Regions from separate parts of the Gossypium hirsutum genome. Here region 1 is linked to region 2. Evidence: chromatin contacts called from public Hi-C data. All regions are on one chromosome and are shown on one strand. Each heading gives the region's core, a stretch centred on a gene start, on an enhancer-like site or on the middle of the called end of the contact. The rest is flanking DNA. Distances are from core to core; before and after follow the strand shown. Region 1 holds the start of LOC107890468. Region 2 has its middle 21 kb from the start of LOC121213409.

Evidence for each region. A called contact is a pair of places that touch in the nucleus more often than the background predicts.
Region 1: a contact with region 2 is called in a Hi-C map of leaf, with 2.7 times the contacts expected there. The contact joins the promoter of LOC107890468 here to the enhancer-like site in region 2. A contact is called at or near these places in 19 of 34 Hi-C or Micro-C datasets (anther, fibers, hypocotyl and 3 more).

The regions. Positions count from the first base shown.
Region 1 is chrA13:82,187,328-82,190,795 of Gossypium_hirsutum_v2.1, reverse strand. It overlaps LOC107890468, which reads right to left and starts at 2,008. Exons shown (of 12, transcript XM_041084708.1): 1 at 1,464-2,008; 2 at 587-646; 3 at 341-519. The coding sequence starts at 1,610.
Region 2 is chrA13:82,039,084-82,042,533 of Gossypium_hirsutum_v2.1, reverse strand. No RefSeq gene overlaps it. Among protein-coding and RNA genes, the nearest start is that of LOC121213409, 21 kb to the left of the region's middle. Within about 2 kb of position 1,678, at least 9 of the 9 cell types and tissues checked have an H3K27ac peak or open chromatin away from gene starts, as enhancers often do. A contact at or near this core is called in fibers, hypocotyl and leaf, where this site is marked.

The DNA.
Region 1 (3,468 bases), core at 759-3,258, 150 kb before region 2:
TGGTGTTAGTAGTAGTACTAGTAATGCCTCATACTATGCATATAAAAGCATAAGCATGGTGGAAATATTCAAACTCCCAAACAGAAATTTGGGGGAAAAAAGAAGAAGAAAATTTTATTGTAAAGCATCCATGTGAGACAACATGATGTTACACTTAAAATTTTTTATTTACCAGAATGTGTTTAATGCCTTGAATTTCATTTTGAAATAAAGATGTTACGTAATTTCATCTGGAAAAGCTTGCCAGATCCAGAAAAGGCATACTTCCATGGATGATTTAACTTCAAACAAAGTAGCTAAAATGAAGTTTTAAGTAAAAACAGATAGTTACAAGCCTTACTCATCATCTGATAAATAAGGACCTCCATCAAAATAATCACCCAAAAACAAAATCACTTCTGGTTTGAAAGGAAGGATGGATGAGAAAAAGGCTCTGCGCATGAACAAATCTGTATAGAATTGTACAAACTCCAAAGCAAGTGATTTAGACGGCAGGCGAAGGGAGGTTTTGTCCATGATCTGTTAAAGACAACAAATATATGTTAGAATGCAACAAGGATGAATAACAGGACGAGGACAAGAGTACCTGTGGATCAGCAATAACAGCCACTTTGACATAATCAGCCGCATAACCTTTTCCATTCATCTAAACTTGCAAAACAAAAACTGTTAGTTCCTCTGTTGATTCGCTCATGAGCATGATAAAATGCGCAATAAACTGCATCAATGTGTTCTATTTGAGTTATACAGTGTTATCATCCATAATCACACCCAGAGAATCATTAATTGAGCACACTATAGTTTTAAGGAACTTAAACAGGTGCCAAGAATTCCTGAAATGTATAATGAGTATAGTTCAAACACTAGATTCCTTTGTACTAGGTGTAACAGATTAGCACTAAATAAGCATCATTCCAGTTTATCTAAGTAAATAACCAAAAGAAAAATGATCTGATAACAAATGTTAATTTGATGCTTTTGCTACTTTCTTTCATTCGGAAAGATAAAAATGAGTAGAGCATTTCACACATAAATAAGTAATCTTTTAGGGTAATTAAAATTTAATCAAATATAGGGAATTAGCTTTGAATCATTGAAGTTTGGGTTTCAACATATCTTCTGAAAGCAAAAAGCCTCAGGAATCGACAGCACAATTGTTAATACCAAAAATATCCCAATGCTGAAAGTTAAAACGTAAATTTTATTAAAAAGATACTAAACCCCACCACTGATTGCTTTCAGTCTTTTTTTGTTGTTGTTGTGGCTAAATAGAACTCAAATTTCTGCATATTTCAACCCTTTCAAAAGTAAATTTGCTTTTATAATTGCATCTTCTAAAATCAACATATTCTCAGCTTGGAACATGTTAATAATAGTAATGGAAATGAGATCAATTCAAATATCAATAAAACAAAAAGAAAAATGAAGATCAAATTAGTGAAAAGAGACGACAAGAAAATTACAGTGGAATCGGAAGAAGAGGATGAGGAAAGGTGAGGCCAAGAGCAAGAGAAGAGAAAGGGCATGTAAAAGGAGAACATCTCGCCGTAAAGGATGGTTGCAGTCCATATTAGGCATAGAAGCAGAGTCAATTTCTCGTGCCCTTTCATCTACTCTTTCTTTCTTGCTCGGATTCACTTAAGAAACCCTTTGGCGTTGAATGTTTGATCTACAACTGGATAATAAAGGTTTTCGGTGGGACGATGGAGAGAGAAAGAGACTCGGCCACGAGATCCGGCGGATCAGTGCAGTAAAGCCTGAGCCTAACAAGATCACCACAGAGTCAAGACATAAACAAGCGTTCAGATACGCTTTTTTTTTCTTCTTTTTTCCCTTTATTTTTGTTAGACACAGTAGACTATGTTACGACTTGGGCAGGTATGCGGGATGCTCGTCAGCTATGGTAAGATTTGTCGGTTAAAACTTAACAGTAAACCAACCCCTCAGGCTCAGGATTTTCTTCGCTTTTTTTATTGTCATAAAGAACATTGATAGATTAATTAAACATAACTCTGATGGACTCGGCACGCATAATGGGTAATAAATAGTTCGGTGGCTGTCGACAACAAAAGTGAAAAGTCCACGATTAGAGGATATTAACTAGGCTACTTAAGGGTATACAAAAAGGGATTCATCAAATTTTTGTTACAAATCAAACTAATAACAACCGAACCATCAAGCTCTACAATAATATTAGCTATCTTCTTGTCCCTAACAAGCATTAGACTACTTTTAAAAGTTTAAAACTCCGCTTGAACACTCATAACATGTGAGATATAACTATAAACTCTAATAACCTAATTTATTATATTATCTCCAATGATCATATGTGTTTTTGCCTTTCCAAGATTAGCAAGAACAAAACTATCTGTGTTTAGTTTAAATCATCTTGAGAGGGATGGTTATTATTTGATATCTATTATTGTAAGTAGTTTATATCTATGAAGAGGTGTAGATAGAGCATGAAATTCTACAACTTTAGAAAGAGTTATGGAGCTACTTGATTTGTCTCGACTCTTTCATGAAAAATGACGACATTTTGAGACAATTAAATTTATCATAACATAGAAGCAAAAATCACTTTCTAAGAAATTCTATAGAGATGATGCCAATTCTTGTCATTTTTCTCTAATCATTCGTGAAGCATAATATTATTTACGCTTTAGTTAGTCTCCCTTGGCCAAATTCAATTCTATCATTGTTTTATAACTGCATAGTCTCTTAGTAAGTGGCTAAGTGTTTCTAGTGTGTTAGGCATAATGAACTCTTGTCCTCTATATTTATTCCCCTACTACCAAAGAATGCTCTGGTTGGGACAATTTAAAGGAAACATTTCCAAAGAAAGATTCGTATTTTAGGAAAGACTTTAGATTTCCCAATAAGCTTTCACTAGGGTAAAGAGTTAAAGTGGTTTTCAACACTAGGATTCCTTCTATTCACAATAGAAGTGTTAGCACTAGCCATAGTGAAACTATTTATAGGATTTAGATTCCAACATAAAGTTTCATTTCCATGGGCCACTAAAAGTCTTGGTGTACTAAAGAACTAATTCAAACATGTTAGGAGTAAGTGTATTAAGGGTGTCATTATTACCCTCCCTAAAGGCTTTATTAATCATTTCATTTTTTTCACAAAACATTGTTTAAAAAAAAGTACTTATTTGAAAACCTTAATATTAAATTTGAGCATTTAACCAATTCAATATACAGTAATTCAAGGAAAACATGGGGATGGAAATAAATAGTACAAATTCATATATTTATAAATTTGGATAATATTTAGATTTAGATATTCAAATTATTAGTAATAAGGGATTCAAAGAAAATATGAATATTAACCTTTGGATATCCATTATGTAAATCTATTTTGTTTTTTGTTTTTTTTTTTTTTTTGCAGATAACAAATACAAATTTAGATAATGGATATATAAATCCTCTTTATTTGTTCGAATTTGAATATCTGAAATAC
Region 2 (3,450 bases), core at 429-2,928:
TCCATTTGACCATCGGATTGGGGGTGGTAGGTAGAACTAAAACATAATTTTGTTCCTTGTAATTTGGCCAATTCTGTCCAGAATTCACTCAGAAAAATATGATCTCTGTCACTCTCAATTGTTTGTGGGATACCATGTAATTTAACCACTCCTTGCATAACAACACGAGCAATATAGGCACTATCAAAATGTCAAGGCAAAGCAAAAAAATGACCGTACTTTGTAAGACGATCCACGACCACCATAATAGCTTCTTTATGATTAGACATATGCAATCCAACAATGAAATCCATAGATATATCTTCAAATACTTCGGAAGGAATAGGAAGAGGCTGAAGCAAACTTGTTGGAGCAAACCTGCTGGCGATAAATTGTCACTCTTCATACATTGACATTCTTGACAATTAAGAACAAAACGGCGAACATTCTGACGCATTCCTTTCCAATAAAACCCAGCAGAAAAACAATGGAAGGTCCTTGTAATTCCAGCATGACCCCCCAACACTGAACTATGAAATTCACGCAAAAACAAGGTGCGCAAGGCTGTCTCGTTAGGAACCAGAACACGCTCCTGGAATAAACTTAAACCATCTTTGTCATCATATCCAACTAAAGTAGTGGCACCTTGTTGTAAACTAGCTCGAAGCAATTGTATTTAGCCATCGGCGAGTGTTGCTGCACGAATTGCTTCAATAATCCCCAAAATAGGCCGAGAGAGAGCAATAAAACTAGCCAATGTTTCGCACGACAAGGCATCCGCGACCGTATTTTGTTTCCCTAGATGATAGTAAATGTCAAAATCATACAGACCAATTTGGAGAGCCATCGTTGATGTTCCGGGGTCTGTATGGTCTGCTGGTTTAATTCACATAGGGCATGTTGGTCCGTAAGAATACTGAATTTACGACCCATCAAATATTGGCGTTATTTGCCCACCGCTTGTGTTATCGCATACATTTCGCAAGAGTAGGTCGAGGAATTCTACAAACGAGGGCATAATTTCTGACTAAAATAGGCCAAAGGTCTACCCTCCTGAATGAGAACAACCCCGATACCTGATGCGTCTGTTTTGACCTGAAATTCTTTATCGAACTGAGGCAGACCCAGCACCAGAGCAGAACAAAGACATGTTTTAAGGTGCTCTAGTGCCGTTTGAGCAGCAGGAGTCCACTCGAAAGGGTGATCTTTTCATAACAAGTCCGAGATCAGAGCAACGATGGAAGCAAAACCTTTTATAAAGCATTGGTAGTACCCTATAATACCAAGAAAGCTACAGACTTCCCGTAATGTTGTGGGGACAGGCCAATCACGTATCGCCTTGATTTTAGCCGGATCAACAGCTAAACCCTCCCTTGAAATGATATGTCCCAAATACTCAACTGTAGGTTGCCCAAATGTGCATTTGCTTCGCTTGGCAACAAATCCAGTCTCCTGCAATCGTAAGAGGACTTGCCGAACATGCTCCAAATGGTCCTGCCACTAACGACTGTAAACTAGTATATCATCGAGAAAGATCATCACAAATTTGCTTTAAAATGGGCAAAAAATATCATTCATCGTAGCCTGAAAAGTAGATAGAGCATTGGTCAAGCCAAAAGGCATGACAAGAAATTCGTAGTGGCCCTCGTGTGTGCAAAGTGCAGTTTTGTGAACATCGGCAGCCTAAACTCTAATTTGGTGGTAGCTAGCAAGCAAATCAAGCTTTGAGAAAAACTGAGAGTTGCCCAACTCGTCAAACAATTCATCGGCCGTTGGAATACTTGTCTTTGACTGTGACGGTGTTCAACGCTCTATAATCCACATAGAATCACCACGTGCCATCCTTTTTCTTGAAGAGGATGACCGGAGAAGAAAATAGACTAGTGCTCCGACGGATTAAGTTCTAATCCAACATCTGTTGAACTTGGCGTTTGACCTCTGCTTTTTGGAAATATGGATAACGATAAGGGTGAACATTGACTAGCTTTACATCTGGTTGGAGATGTATGGCGTGGTCATTTTGTCGAGTAGGTGGAAGGCCCTGAGGGGGAACAAATATTGACTCAAACTCTTCCAAGAGAGCTACCATGTCAGTCGACTCAACCGAAGGCTCAACCAATGGTGTTTGTTGAAGATGCAACAGATAACACGTGGCAATGACGTTTGCGTCAGCCATCCGACAAAGAGACTGCATATGAACCTGTTAAGGAACTGAACTAGACTCACCCAACCAATGAATGTCGATGGTGCCTTGTCGAAATTGAAACGATAATTTGGAGAAATCCATTATTATTAAACCCAAAGTAACTAGCGACGCGACCCCAAGAACCAATTTGGTACCTTCCAAGGGAATCACATAAAAGTCTATCACAATTTCAGTCCCTTGAACACGTAAACGAAGATCCTTGATACACCCCCCATTCTACAGTTTTTGACTATTGCCTACCATGACTCTAAAATTAGAAGTAGATGTAATCGAAAGTCTCAAATGCTTAGCCACGCGAGACTGAAGATAGAATTATGCGTATTACCGCCGTCGATGAGAATTTGAACCTGATGACCAGAAATGTTCCCTACGACTCAAAAGGTATTAGGGTGAATACAACCTGCCAAGACATTCAAGAAAACCAAGGATTGATCCTGACCAGATTCATCAATGTCATCACCGTCCCAGGTAACAATGAGTTGTGGTGGTTGTGGTAGAGTTGAAACAACGGATGTGCCTTCATCATCCAAAAGAAATAGTTGAGGGTCTTGAATTTATGCCCAGGCATATACTTGGCATCATAGTAATAACACAGCCCCTTTTCACAGCGTGCTTAAGCTTCAGCCGAAGAAATATGTCGAGGCATTGGAATAGTGGAAATTGCTGGATTGGGTTGATCTACTGGAGGGGGACAGCCCGGTTGAAACTTAGGCCCAGTAACAACTAGATTGGGAGTGGGTAATAATGGTGGTAGCTTGTTGGAGGAGGCCCGACCCAATTGCCGTTTATCGTGTAAACGAGCTTCCTAAAATCAAGAAAGTGCCTGAACCTTGATCATAGAAGAAGAACAATGACTAAACACCTCATTCTTGATATCTTCCTGCAAGCCTGATATAAAGCAGTGCATTAAAAACTAATCGGATAAATTATGAGTACGTAAAGCTAAATCCTCAAACTAAGATTGATAATCCTCCACTGTCGTTGTTTGAGTCAGTTTGGATAATTGTCCCGTTGGTGATTCAATTTCCAAAACAATGAATCGCTTTCTAATCGAGTCAACCAAGTGATTCCACCCGGCCAGATGCCATCGGTATTACATCCACCGAAACCATTTGTTCGCCGTGCAATCCATTTCGAAAGAAGCCATAGTGACGCGGTGATGGTCTTCCATACCGTAGAACTCAAAGAAATCATGGGCCGATGCTAACCATTCCTCTGGATCTTTCCCAGTAAACAAAGGAAGTTCCACTTGAACAAGTTTTGGA